Linked DNA regions of Mus musculus: all the other regions are linked to region 3. Evidence: chromatin contacts called from public Hi-C data. All regions are on one chromosome and are shown on one strand. The core of a region is the stretch at or near the end of the contact, and the rest is flanking DNA. Distances in the headings are between cores, read along the strand shown. Region 1 overlaps Gm26685 (predicted gene, 26685). Region 2 has its middle 9.5 kb from the start of Gm26685. Region 3 has its middle 28 kb from the start of Tbx19.

Region 1 (4,595 bases), core at 1,399-3,898, 610 kb before region 3:
AGAATATTGAAGTCTGGAAGAGATTAATACTTTTTAGTGACTTGTTGAGGGTCAGGTCCTATTCTGGATCATTTACTGAACTTATCTAATTTATTCTTGACACAATGCTATTAAGGAGGAATTATTATCTTTACAAGAAATGGAGTGTGGAGAAATCAAATAACTTGCTTAAGGTTATATATGGCAAGCTAGAGCTTGGGTTTTAACTCAGATTAATCTAATTTTGAAGCTCACAGTTATTCTCCTGTATACCCTGACGTTAAGGCTTATGGGTTCATAATTATATTTCTATGGAGGTTTAATGGAACTGTGTACAGAGAACTTAAGTCTGCAGAGAGGAAGTACTTCGGTCTGCATTGAATGAACTCGGGGGAAGGGATGTGATTTCACAGAAGTCATTAGATTTGGGTTGTGACAGAGAAAGAGGAGTTCCATGGAGAGAGGGCATTTTGGGTACAGTCAGAGGGAGGGAATGAAAGAAAATGGACCTGGAGAGACGGACTTGGCTGGGTTACGGGGTTCTGCACACTGTGGACATGGGCAAACACTGATCAGATTTGCTTTTCAGAAAGGCAACCCTGGGAGTCATGTGGAACACACTGAAATTCAACAGTGCTGAGCTCCGTTACTGCACCCACGCTGTGACGACAAAGCAGGATGCTCTCAGGGTCAATGCTAGACTGGACCTCATAATGAGACCCTTTCTCCATGATAAAAAAAATATGTTAATCAGCTAAGATCAGAGTTGAGTCATGTTCTTTCACACTCCCTCTAATTAGGCTTTTGCCCATGGTGGCCTAGATTCCTGCTGTGGCTTTTGCTTGAGTTTCTTCCTGCATCTACCTTTGGTACTGGATACTATTATAACCAGCAATTCTTCTAAAATGGAGAAAGGCCCTGCCCACTCTTCCTCTACTCAAAACTCTGTCATAGACCTCACTGCTAATAAGTGTTGAAGATGTGTCAATGCACGGTGTCCCATGGCACGCCTCACGTCACACACTACTATCATTCACAGAGGTCCAGGCATACTGTTCTCCAGATCATCAGGCCCATAGAGGGCTCTTGCTCCCCAGTACTGGGGATTGAACCTAGGGTGTCACACATGCTAGGCAGGTAGTCTATGCTCATCTCTTATTTCCAGCCCTGCCATTTTCTTCCTTTAATATGTAAGAAAACTAAGTTCAGAATTAAGTGGTTTACCTATTAATAACTGCCAATTCGGATACCTCTGTGCCTGGCAAGTACATCATAGCCCTTTCTAAAACAGCCTCAGGAGGCAAGCATTGCTCTTTGCAGTGACAGTTATGTTGCCTGTGACACCCAGGCCTACCTGGTTATAGTCCATCCCCCCATGCCCCCCCCCCCCAGTGTATTCTCTGTTCACACCATTTCTCCATAATACTTCCCAGACCTGGGCCCAGTGAGGGAAAATCTTAAGAATTTCCTATTAATTTTTAGTGCATATCTTTACTTGAAAATTTTTGTGTGTGTTTATTTGTTGGTGTGTGTGTGTGCACATGTGTGGAGTCTAGACAACAACCTTGGGAAGCTGTTCACCTTGATTTTGGGGACAAAGTCTCTCACTGTCTAATTAGGCTAGGTTGGCTAGCTGGACGGTGATCTCCCTGGAGCCCCCTGTCACTGCCTTCTCATGTTGGGATTACAAGTTGGCTTTTAAAAATGTGACTTCTGGGGATGCAACTGAGATAGATCCTGAAGCAAACAGCCCCTTACAAAGTTCTTTACTAGTAAATATGTCATGTTTCCTCCTTAGTAGCAAATGTGGATTATTATAGGTTTGTTTTGTTTGTATTAACTACATGTTGGAGGAGACATTTTAAATAATCAAATGGATTTCTTCTAGAATTTCATTAGCTAGCTAGATTTTCAAACTGTGGTTTTAACTGTTTTTCTTTCAAGGAATAAATATGCTTTTCAAATGTTATTGTATATCTATAATTACAAAATAATTCGGGTAATTCTGAGGTGGGTGGACCTTCCTTGGTACAGTGGGGTACCAATGTACTTGAAACATTAGATATTCCATAAAGAAACAATCTAGAAACTACTAATAGTAAACAATTTAAAGAATGGACTGGAGAGATGACTCAGCAGTTAAGAGTACTTGTTGTACAACCAAAAGGATCGGAGTTCGAATCCCAGCACTCATATAATAAGCTGAGCATCCCACAGGTCTGTAGCCCCAGCTCCGAGAGGGGGCAGAGAGAGGAGAATCCCTGGGGCTTGTAGCTAATAAAATTCGAGCCCTAGGTTCAGGGAGACATTCTGGATCAGAATAGATAGTGAGTGATAGGGTAGTTTATATGATCTCTGTCTGGCCTCCATGTGTGTATGAGAGCATGCCTACACACAGGTACATAATCTTACAGACACATCTATCATATTAATTAATTCAAAATTTTCTTTGACAAATAAAATTGAAACGATAAAGGGATTCTTAGCTTCTATGTCCCGGGATTTATTGCTGTACAATTATCAAAGTTCAGTTCTCTGAAAAATTGTGTCAGTGTCACAGTTTGAAAATTCCTGGCCCAGGGAGTGGCACTGTTTGGAGGTGTGGCTTTGTTGGAGTAGGTGTGTCACTGTGGGTGTGGGCTTTAAGACCCTTATCCTAGCTGCCTGGAAGCCTGTATTCTATTAGCAGCCTTCAGATGGAGATATTGAACTCTCAGCTCCTCCTGCACCATGCCTGCCTGGATGCTGCCATGTATGCTTTGATGATAATGGAATGAACCTCTGAATCTGTAAGCCAGCCCCAATGCAATGTTGTCCTTGTAAGAGTTGCCTAGGAGCTGGGCGTGGTGGTGCACGCCTTTGATCCCAGCACTTGGGAGGTAGAGGCAGGTAGATTTCTGAGTTTGAGGCTGGCCTGGTCTACAGAGTGAGTTCCAGGACAGCCAGGACTACACAGAGAAACCCTGTCTCGAAAAACCAAAAAAAAAAAAAAAAAAAAAAAAAAAAAGAAGAGTTGCCTTGGTTATGATGTTCCTTCACAGCAGTAAACCTTAGTTAGGGTTTAACTAAGACAGAAGTTGGTACCAGGGACTGGGGTATTGATGTGATAGGCCTGACCATGCTTTTGTTTGGAGGAATGTGGATTTTGGGACTCTGGAAAGCAATGGAATGCTTTAAGTTGGGTTTAATGGGCTATCCTAGTAGGGATGTGGAAGACTTTGTTGCTGAGTATGATTTGAATAGTGGAGACCTGGCCCAAGAGGTTTCAGTGAACAAGAATTTCAAAATGTGGCCTAGAGACTGCTTTTGTGCTATTTTGGTGAAGAATGTGGTTGCTTTTGGCTCTGAAGAGTCTACCTGAGTCTAAGGTAAAGAGATTTAAATTAATTGCATTGACAAATGAAGTCTCAAAAAAGCCCAGCAGAGACTTTGTTCTCTGGTTAAGTCTCATAAGAGATTTTGAAAAAAGCATAGCAATCTTTGAAAGGAAAAATATAAAATATATGGTTCAAATATTAACGGGGTGCCGGGGAGTGAAATGGAACTGAATCCCCAGATCTCCAAGTTCAAGGACAACCTGGGACAAAACAAGTTCTAGGTGAAGAAAGGCTTAAAGTGTACACGCCTTTTAATCCCAGCATTGCAGGAGACAGAGCCACGAAGATTTCTGAATTCAAGGTCAATCTACAGAGCAAGTTCCAGGAAAACCAAGCTTAGGCAGAGAGGGAGTTGGAAAACAGAAAGCTGGTAATAGAATAAGGGGGTGGGGGGCATGCTCCAGCCCCAGGAAGCAGCAGAATACAACAGCTTTGGCCATGTGGTTCTGGCTTTAGAGTGAAAAATAAAAGGGACTACTGGGACAGTTGATGCTGGTTAGGTGGAGTTAAGAAATTAGAGGTGATTAAGAAGAGACCAGAATCACTGAGGTGAAATCTTCTGGAAGTGTTTTCTGAGAGCACAAAGAAGCTGTGTTCCAGAGATAGCCAAGGTTGTAACTTATGCTGCAGCTGTACTTGGCAATGTCTAAGAGTCATCCAGGTGGTACTGGTTTTGAAGGCATGAAGAGGTCATGAAGAGCAGCTGAGGCTTAACACTATGAGAGGCCATGGAAGGCCATTTGGTGAAGGTGCAGCTTCAGTTGTAGTTGACAGCCCAGGACTGAAGGGTTTATGCAAAGGATTTGATGCTTGGCATCATGAAGAGAGCCTATGAGAGGCTATTGTTGAAGCCTCATTGCAGCAGAAGACCCCAGCGCATTGGAGATGCCGGTACCATGGGATGATCACCAAGAACAGCAGCGGCAGTGCAGTGAATCAATCTGAGCTTAGAGTGTTACAGAGGGTAGAGCTGGAGAAGTGACACCAGCCCTTTGGAGGAGCCCAGAAGATCATGTGTGGATCCCAGACATTGAAGTCAGAAGCTGTAATATTGAAGTTGCCTTGGAGATCCCAAGATTTTCAAGATGCCAGAGCCATAGGATATCTCTTGAGGAATGCTACTAACAGGGGATGGAACCAGCCCAGGAAAAGAAGTTTATTGCAGTCAATAAAGATGAAGAAGGAATTGGAGATCTGAAAACTGCTTTAACATTAGACATGGAGATGCAGAGTTTGGAG
Region 2 (4,354 bases), core at 374-2,873, 640 kb before region 3:
CTGAACCACACTTCGGGAATTCTGGAACAGGGGAGCAGTGAGCTAAAATACCAAACGGTTATCCCTGTTGACTCAGAAATAGTTCACTGTCTGGGATCTAAGAGACCGGAGTCTGTGATGGGGCCCGTGACAGTCATGAGGAAACATTTTCCATCCTTCATCATGTGTCTCTCTGTGAAGCGGGGAGGGTTTCATCAAGTTTCTGACATATCAGTTTTCCACATACCTTTCCTCACGTGACCTTTTCCTTCCTCACATGACCTTTTTCTATCTCATCAGCATACTTTCCTACAGCTTCATCTTCTTTCAGAAAATAAAATGTAAATGTAGAAGGACAAATCCTACTGCTATTATATTACTTTCAGATTGGAAGTCGGCTTCATTTTATGAATGCCCTAAGCAGAGAGCCCAGGTACCACACACCCTGGAGTCATTGAAACTTAGCATCTAAGGTCATTTTACTGTTTTGTAAAATACCGTTGCATGTGTTATCATGAGTGATCTAGAGTCTAATTTTATAGCTAAGGAACTGATAATACTTTAAAAGGGGAATAAAATTATAATGTTGGTCAAGTAGCAAAGTTAAAAAAGCGAGACATACTCTTTGTTTAAAGCACAAACAAGCAAACAAAAAGGTACACAGCCCCAAAGCAATAACAGAATAGTTAAGAAGCAGATCTATGTCTGAACAATAGACTACTTACCTAGCTAGATTTCATTCTAAGAGCTTCAAAATAAAAGAGTTAAACCCATCACACTGAAAATAAAACATTTCCATAGTTATATACTAACTAAAGTGGAAAGTGTGTTTTAATCTTTCTTATCTTTCCCTTTTCTTTCTTTTCTTTCCTTTTTTTCCTTTCCTTTCCTTTCCTTTCCTTTCCTTTCCTTTCCTTTCCTTTCCTTTCCTTTCCTTTCCTTTTTTAGACAGAATTACACTATATAGTCTTGGCTAGCCTAGAACTTACTATGTAGACCAGGGTGGCCACAAAAGTCACAGAGATCCACCTGTCTCTGCCTCTAGAGAGCATGTGCCACCATGCCTGGCTGGTTTAATTTCCAACTAGTTAAGCCCAGAGAATCTGAAGCCAATTTTTTTCTGGGAGGCTAACTTCTCCGGAGTGCCCTTTGAAGTTTAAGCTTTTTCCTCTGGTGATTTTGAAGATAATAATTAAAATATCATCATCACCATCCTACCCTCTCCCTGGCTTATCACACGTCCCACGAGATATAACAGCAGTGTTGCTGGGTGCACAGTGCTGGTAAGGTACTGTGGCAGGCACCTGTCCTGTCTCATCTCATGTGCATCGTTCAAAGACCCCGGAGGGATGGTATGGCCATCGATTTCATTTTACAAAACAAACAAAGCAGATGTGGGAAGAATGAGTATTATCTTACTCTAACAGCTATGGCTGAGATGTAAGAGCTGAGCCTCAAGCTCAGGTTCTTTTGGGACCCTAGGCCTGAAACTTTTCTCTTGTTTTGTTTCCTGGGAAGGCCCTGGACACTCTTCAAGAGGCAGGGAGTATCCCGCAGTTCTTGCGTGTCCTCGTGTCCAGTGAGCGGCACTCCTGAGCATCTTGGCCAGCAACCAACCCTCTGGGAGAGATGGTATTTCACTCTCTCTGTTGACTTGTTTTTTGTCTCTTTCTCTTTGCCAACATGAGTCAGTGCCAATGAGAGAGCCTAGCTCATGGAAGAGATGCCAATAAAACTAGCACGGGAAGATAGCCACCACCACCAATGATATTCTCTGTGTGTGACATGGCATCTAAAAAAATTCAAACAAGAGGCAACATGGAGGACCCGAGTCACAGGCTTACCCCTAGAGAGATTTCCCATTCCCAGGAGAGAAGGTGAAGCACTGAGGGAGGGCAGGCTCCTGAAGGCTGTCAAGCAAGGCTGGCTGGAAGTTCCTCCTCCTGACTTTATCTTGCTCTAGCATGAGAAGCCAGCTGGTCCCTGGACAGAGTCTGGGAAGGCAAGTTCTACCAAGCTGTGTGAAAGCCCAATCGTAGGAAATTGTAGATTGTAGGAAATGCACAAACTCAAGAATCAGACCTACTGGCTCCTGCCCTCAGTAGCCAAATAACTGTCTCAGACTCCTCGTTTGAAAGGAGAGCAGGATGCAAGAGAGAGCAAGCTTTAGGGGATTATTTGCAAAGATTGCAAGCTCGTTCTAAAAGGTGTTTACTAAAATGAAAGCTAAGTTCCCATCAATGATAATAAGCATGAGTATAAAACTCCAGCAGGAACCAATTTGTGCAGCATAAGCTGTTGGTTCGGAAGGGAGGAGCCACTCCATTACAGAAAGAAGTTTTAGAGAGCAAGTCTCTATGCAGGTGAGTACACAGAGGACTGAGTTACGGGTTATTATCTCTGTTTTATAAGTACACCTGTGGAAATAGCGTTAATCTGTCCAAAGGCAGGTGGGGGAATTTTAACTCAAGCCTTTCTGAGTTGCAAGAGATTCCACCACGTGGTATAGTTGTTTGCAAATTTCAGACCTCAAACTGGGTCCATTTTCTCTTTTAAATTTAGAGGCTGGGTGACAAGGCTGAGCAACAGGAAAAACTGTTATTCTTGGCCCAAAATAGGAGACAAAGAGATAAGCCTCCAGAGCAGTCTGTTTGGGGTTCGGTAGTTTCGGATTTATGGTAGCAGAGCGGAGGGGAGGGACAGGCTCACCTGGGAGGGTGAATATTCAGGGCTCCTCTGTGAAAGGACAAAGAATCCCAGGTATTCTGGCAGTGACCGGTGCCTGCTTTGCTATTTGCTCCTGTCAGAGCTATTCCCAGTTGCCTGGTGGCAGTTGTTAACCTTGTGGTCCTGGGGTGGGGAAGACATTTGACATGTAAATGAATTGTGATGGTGTCTCTCCCTACTCTGGCAGCCATGTTAGGGCTAACTGGCTCACAGGCATCCTGTCCTCAAAGAAAATAAATAGGTCTAGGTATCCTTAGGTAGGAAGTCCAGGCAGCTGGGGACTGGGGCAGGGTAGCTTAGTGTTCCAGGTCCTAGGCCATATATATTTTCATGAGTGCCCTGCATAGCATCATTGTGCTTTGCAACCTCCCTTGGAATAAGGAAATGTGAGAGCTAAAGTTACGTTTCAGGTTTAACGTATTGTGCTTCAGCAATCCATAAAACAAAAGAGCCTTTAACCTGCAAACCCCACTTGCCCAAGGACAGATGACTTTCTGGAATGCTGGAGGCTGCTCTTATAAGATAACAAAGCCACCTGTTTTCACCTCTATAAACAAGGTTGGTTGTCTCAACAACACAGGATGTGCTTGATCACACACAGGCGGTAGATGTGAACGCAGGAAGTACATCAGAATGTATGCTTGGCCCAATTGGACAGAGGCAGGAAGTACGTAGCCTTGTGGGGTTTGCCTGCATAAGCACCTGACTAACATAATTCTCAGCCATTCTCTGGGAATGGACCTGGCTAGTGTCCATGTTCCTGGCTGGTATTTAATAAAGCTTGCTACGAATTTGGCTCAAAAAATTGTGGTAGAGGCTTTATTCTCAACTAGTGGTATTAACAAGCTACTTTGTATGAAAGTAGATACTTCAAATGCTTCATTTACTTTACAGAGACTGGGCAGGGATGGGGCCAGAGAAGGAGAGGGGAGGAAGGTGGGAAGACAGAAATAGAGCAGGAGAGCTAGGTGATACCTAGGAGAGAAACTCTAGTGTGTTAGCATTCCTTCTAGGCTCCACCCCACAGTTCCTTGGCAACAGGTATGCCTGACTCACTATAAAAGGGCGGTTTGGCCCCTCCTCTCTCTTTTGCTCTTTTGCTTTCTTGCTCTCTTATCCTCTTCCTCTCTGTCCCTCCTCTCCCCATCCCCCCCCCCAACCCCCACGTGCTCATGGCCAGCCTCTTCTCCACTCCACTCCCCACGCCGTAAATAAACTCTATTCCATACTATACCTGTCACATGGCTGGTACCTCAGGGGGAAGGGATGCCTCAGAACAGGTTCGCAGAGGCAATCCATCCCCTGCACCATACCACACTTCTACCAAACCTATCCCTGGCTTCCTTTTCTTTTTATAAAATACTACACAGTGGACATGATAGACAATGGCCACCTGAATTCTCACATGGTAGGTTGGCTTTCTCTCCTGCCACTCCTATGCCCCATCCTTCTCCCCCGAGTCATAACAATTCTGTCTCCTTTTTCCCAGTTCCTAGCCTGCACAAATCTAAAGGTCCTGCCCTGTTTCTCTTTGCTTCACCATTGGCTGCTGGCATCTTTATTGATCAATCGAAACCAACTTGGGACAAGGGCCTTCAGTGTTTGGACATGCAGATTCCCAACTAATCAAAGCCTTAGAACCAATCCC
Region 3 (4,798 bases), core at 596-3,095:
CATGGACAGCTCCTCTAAAACCAGGAGCCCAAATCAATCTTTTCTCCTTTCTACTGGGTCTTTGGTGACAGCATGAAAAGCTAAGACCTCATGCAATCATACTGCTGCCATCCCTCCAGGAAAGCTCTCTCCAAGCAAGAGGCCCTAAAGCCAACAAAGGAGTGTCATCCAGAGTGTATGAAGAAAAAATTTGGGGGCCTAGAAAAATGAGAAACTTTTCAGAAAAGAGAGAGCTCTGATCATAATAAAACTAAAACAAAATACTCACTCTCAGGTAATGTGAAAATTAAAACAACTGAATAAAACCTTACATAATTCAAAATTGGAAAAAATTAAGAGCCATGTTACGTCATGGACCCAAAATTAGTTACTACTGGGGTTGTGACCAGGTGCAATCAATTTAGGAAACATTGTAACAACAGGTATAGGGGTTAAGGGGCACACACTGAAGGCCGGCTTCTACCCTGAAGTCTCCAGCCTGTGGACACTCACAGGCATTCGCAGCAGACAGCGCAAGGATATTCGCTTCCAGCAGCCATTTGTAACAGAAAACAAGTGGAGCTCAACTCTTTCCAGATGGGTAAAGATAAATATGCTAAGGTTTATCCACAGAACGGAAAGCTTCCTAAAGAAGAATTCTAAAATAATTAAAATTGTGAGGAACAAACACCCTGTCCCACTCCTAACAATTAGCAAAGGAGACTCCAAGTAGTAAGAGCAACCTTGCAAGGTCAGGTGCCATCCACGGTGATCAGTCACATGAATGTGGTGAGCTCAGGAGGGGACAACCTTTCACGTCATCTGCCACTTATATGTATGTGGGTGTATTTTGGCTCTTTATGACCTGTTTAGTTTAAATCTGTTTAAGAGTGTTAAAACACTGCACAGGACATGGGACAAGTTGGGCTGCTGAGATTTTTTTTTTACTATGATTAAATATTAGCTTATTAGGTGAGGGCAGCTAGAGTCCTTAGCAAGGAACAATGTTTTATGCTCAATGTATTTGGACCTAGGCTGACTTAAGCCATTCTTATTTTGAAAATTGACACTCATTTTTTATTTTTTATTTTTTTACAAAATGATAGTTATATTGAGGTCTATAAACATGTATGCTATTTTAAAGTATCCGTTGAAGGAGCTGGAGACATGGCTTAGTACTTAGAAGGTCCTCACATAGAGGACCAGAGTTTGGCTGCCAGCATCTGTATCCAGTATCTCACAACCACCTGTAACTCCAGCTCCAGAGAATATGATGCCCTCTTCTGGCATCCATGGGCATCTCCCTACATCTACAACCCACACATGACAACTTCACATATATGCACCATTGAATTGATTTTTTAAAAAATTAAAGAGGAGGAAGAGAGGAGGAGAGAACTGGAAATGACCAAAGATTTTTGTCATCCTTCCAAAATAATGAGTTCTCCTTTCATAGCTTCATTGATGTTGGACATACACAAACACACAGAAACACACACACACACACACACACACACACACACACACACAAGCTTGCCTACTTTCTGGGCCAGAAGCAAAGGACTTCCTTGTCAGCCTAGGCAGCTCATAGCCCATATTCTCATTAGTTCTCCTGCCTTCAAAATCCCATAAGGGTGTTGCAGAGCGTACCAGGTAAATGCTATATCCGCAGTGGGTTTATGTCACAGCTGAGGGGCCTCTTAATCACGCACGCATGTGCATGGGTGCACTCGTGTATAGTGTGTGTGTGTGTGTGTGTGTGTGTGTGTGTGTGTGTATGCGCGCCCGTGTGTGTCAACGTTCAGCATAAAGCCCAGCACCCTTTTGGAAGGCCAGGCCTTACTGGATAAGCTCCAGTGCTGTAACTTGCATGACTCAGCAAATCTAAATTTTGATCCGTTATGCGACATCTCATCCTTTGTGGGTCATGCTGTAAGCCTGGGGTTTTACAGCTTGACAAAAAGACATTCTTAAGGACACAGGTAAATGTTCCTAGGGCTCAGGGTGCAAACAAGGGTTTGGGGGTGCTTCCAATAAAACTGAGATAAACATACAGGGTTGACTGCAATACAACAGCTGCAGTGGCTGAGTCTGTCTCCTTCCAAAAACAAGTGTGTTGAGCAATAGCCCCACCTACAGACGGCTTCTGGAACTGCAGCAGTAAGAACATGGCTTCTGGTAGCTTTCTACTCCTTTTCCTCTCCTCTACTTTTCTGGTTTGTTTTCTTTTGGTTTTCCAGACAGGGTTTCTCTGTGTAGCCCTGACTCCTAGAACTCGCTCTGTAAACCAGGCTGGCCTCGAACTCACAGAAATCCTCCTGCCTCTGCCTCCTGTGTGCTGGGACTAAAGGTGTGCTCCACCACCTCTAGAAAGACAAGTATTATCTTGTTCACCACCACCCTGGAGGCTGGCTCACCAAACAGTGACCTCACGTGGCACTGGCCTCCCCATCCAAAGTCTCATCAGGACAAATGCAAAGCTTTTCTCCCACTTAAACCCTTTAAAGTTCTTAAAGCGCTCTGAATGTTTTGCCGGCAATACAGTTTTTGCTAAGTGACAAGAGTACATTTTTATAATCTATCCCAAGATCAATCACCTCTTTTCTACTTATAATTAATATTTGCAAGCTTCACTAAGCAGGCTCTGAGATCACATTTCCATTAATAATCTAAATTATAAAGAATTCAAATCCCATAGTCTACGGTTCCAGGAAATTCAGTTTTTTACCAGAACCTGCCCCAAAGGGATTCTAGGAGACAGTTTTTTCCTGCCATGTAAGTCCTTCCTGGAACCAGCCATCTGCCACCAGGTCCCTTATATCTGCAACCCCTGAGGCTCTGCTCAGACGGCCATCTCTCTGCTTCCTCTAACAAGTGTATTCCCAGGAGCCGGCCCTTTGCTTTATTAGAGTATCCCTAGAGACCCGAGTTGACATGGTGAGAAGCTAAGGGAAGTACCTCCAGAGTCATGTGACCGCCCCTGCTTGGGTCCCCTCCCAATACAGCAATGACACCGAGTTGTGTGCAGGGATGTGTAACTGTCATCAGAGACCTGAGTCTAGCTTCCTAGTAGCTGTATGGCTTCAGGAAGCCCAGCTTTCTGAATCTCCCTCCTCATCTGTACAATGGAGAGTGAGCTGGCAGCTTCTAGGCCACAAAAGAACTTACACACCAATATTCAAAAAGCGGCATCAGACCAGATGCTCACTAACCAAGTAAACGATAGTATGAACACAGTGCAAGTTTATAGGACCGAATATCGTCTGCACAGAAAGGAACAGGCATGCTGCAGTGCCCTGCATCAATGAACTGGGATGCTGGTGTGTCCTGCATCAGGGGATGCTGGTGTGTCCTATATCAATGAACATGCATGTTGGTGTGTCCAGCATCAATGAACCTCTAAGGTTATACACTGAGTAAAAGAAGCTACCCAGGAAAGTCACCAAAGTCACATGAATTCGTGTCCATGAAGCATCCAGGATGGGGAAGTCTATAGAGGAAGTACACTCATAGCTGCCTGGGGCTGGGAGTTGTAGAGAAACCGGAAGGGAGCAGGGATGACAACCAATACAAGTAAGTTATCTTTATAGGCTGATGAAGATGGCTTATAATTAAATGGTGCTTGTTCAACTCTGTAAATATGCTTTAAAAACCTATAAACTGAAGCCAGCAAGAGGGCTGGGTAAGTGAAGGTGCTTGGTGGCAAGTCTACTGATCCCCACCACCACATACATACATACATACATACATACATACATATAAATAAACATAATTTAAAAATTAAATATCACTAACTTAAACGCTTTAAATTCGTAACGTTTCTGCTTTGCAAATTAGAAATTAATAGAGCCATTTAAAATGCTAAGTACCTTTCAAACGTATTTAGTTTGATAATGCATGCAAAGTACTTAACACAGTAGTGTCACAGAGTAAGTGCTCGATAAACATTAGCAATTCAACTCAGTAGTCCAACGTCAAGACATTTCAGAGAGTCGTTCTTCCTCCCCCCACCCCCTGAAACAATGGTACCTCAATCTCTGGGCTCAACAACTAAAACCTAATCTTGTAAGCCTTATTTAAATCCTACTCCTCCAATGGTGAATCCTTGTGGATCCGCCATGATACCGGGAAACTCTAGCAGCTACATCTTACCCCTCTGCTGTCCCATTCCAAAATGGACCAGAGAGTCAGTCTTAAATAGCATAAAATACAAGCAAGCACTGTGTAGGCTGGGCTGCAGCAAGTGTGTTGTGTGAGCCGGCTAGTTTTTGTCAACATGACACAAACTAAAATCACTTCGGAAAGATCATCTCACCCACCAGACCAGCTCATGTCTGTGGGAACATTTTCTTGATTAATGACTGGTGTGGGCAGGTCCAGCCTACTGTGGAGTTCAGAGACTCGTATGAGCCCAACGTGGACTCATGCAGCCACTGGGATATTGGCTGCACCAGTAACTGAAAGAGGTGATTCTCAGAGCTTCACCTCTTCCGGCATGGGCTAAAAACGGCTAGTTATGATTCTTGGATGGAGTGTCCAGGGCCTCAGCAGTAACTCACGAGAGGAAGGAGGAATTCCACGGTTTTCTAGGAACCTGAACAGGTGAGTGTTGACGGTCCCAGTAGCCAAAAGTTTAAATTAGAACAATGATATGACCTTCTTTCTGCTTACTTCATTCCCTTATGTTGCTGTGATAAACACCATGACTCTAAGAAACCTGGGAGAGAAAAGGCTTTGCTTCATCTTATAACACCTAGATAATAGTCCATCACTGAAGAAAGTCAGGGCAGGAACTCAAAGCAGGAGTGTGAAAGCAGGA

Evidence for each region. A called contact is a pair of places that touch in the nucleus more often than the background predicts.
Region 1: a contact with region 3 is called in a Hi-C map of embryonic stem cells, with 4 times the contacts expected there. The contact joins two enhancer-like sites. A contact is called at or near these places in 1 of 484 Hi-C or Micro-C datasets (embryonic stem cells), 3 of 115 datasets of contacts at active chromatin or transcription factors (embryonic basal ganglia, embryonic stem cells and large pre-B cells) and 1 of 9 other capture datasets (embryonic stem cells).
Region 2: a contact with region 3 is called in a Hi-C map of muscle stem cells, with 4 times the contacts expected there. The contact joins two enhancer-like sites. A contact is called at or near these places in 1 of 484 Hi-C or Micro-C datasets (muscle stem cells) and 4 of 115 datasets of contacts at active chromatin or transcription factors (embryonic basal ganglia, embryonic stem cells and large pre-B cells).

Annotation. Positions count from the first base shown.
Region 1 is chr1:164,514,878-164,519,472 of GRCm38.p6, forward strand. It overlaps Gm26685 (predicted gene, 26685), which reads left to right. Exons shown (of 3, transcript NR_151593.1): 3 at 1-5. Among named protein-coding and RNA genes, the nearest start is that of Gm26685, 14 kb to the left of the region's middle. Within about 2 kb of position 2,649, at least 7 of the 459 cell types and tissues checked have an H3K27ac peak or open chromatin away from gene starts, as enhancers often do. A contact at or near this core is called in embryonic stem cells, where this site is marked.
Region 2 is chr1:164,491,593-164,495,946 of GRCm38.p6, forward strand. No RefSeq gene overlaps it. Among named protein-coding and RNA genes, the nearest start is that of Gm26685, 9.5 kb to the right of the region's middle. Within about 2 kb of position 1,624, at least 46 of the 459 cell types and tissues checked have an H3K27ac peak or open chromatin away from gene starts, as enhancers often do. A contact at or near this core is called in embryonic stem cells and muscle stem cells, where this site is marked.
Region 3 is chr1:165,130,571-165,135,368 of GRCm38.p6, forward strand. No RefSeq gene overlaps it. Among named protein-coding and RNA genes, the nearest start is that of Tbx19, 28 kb to the right of the region's middle. Within about 2 kb of position 1,846, at least 62 of the 459 cell types and tissues checked have an H3K27ac peak or open chromatin away from gene starts, as enhancers often do. A contact at or near this core is called in embryonic stem cells and muscle stem cells, where this site is marked.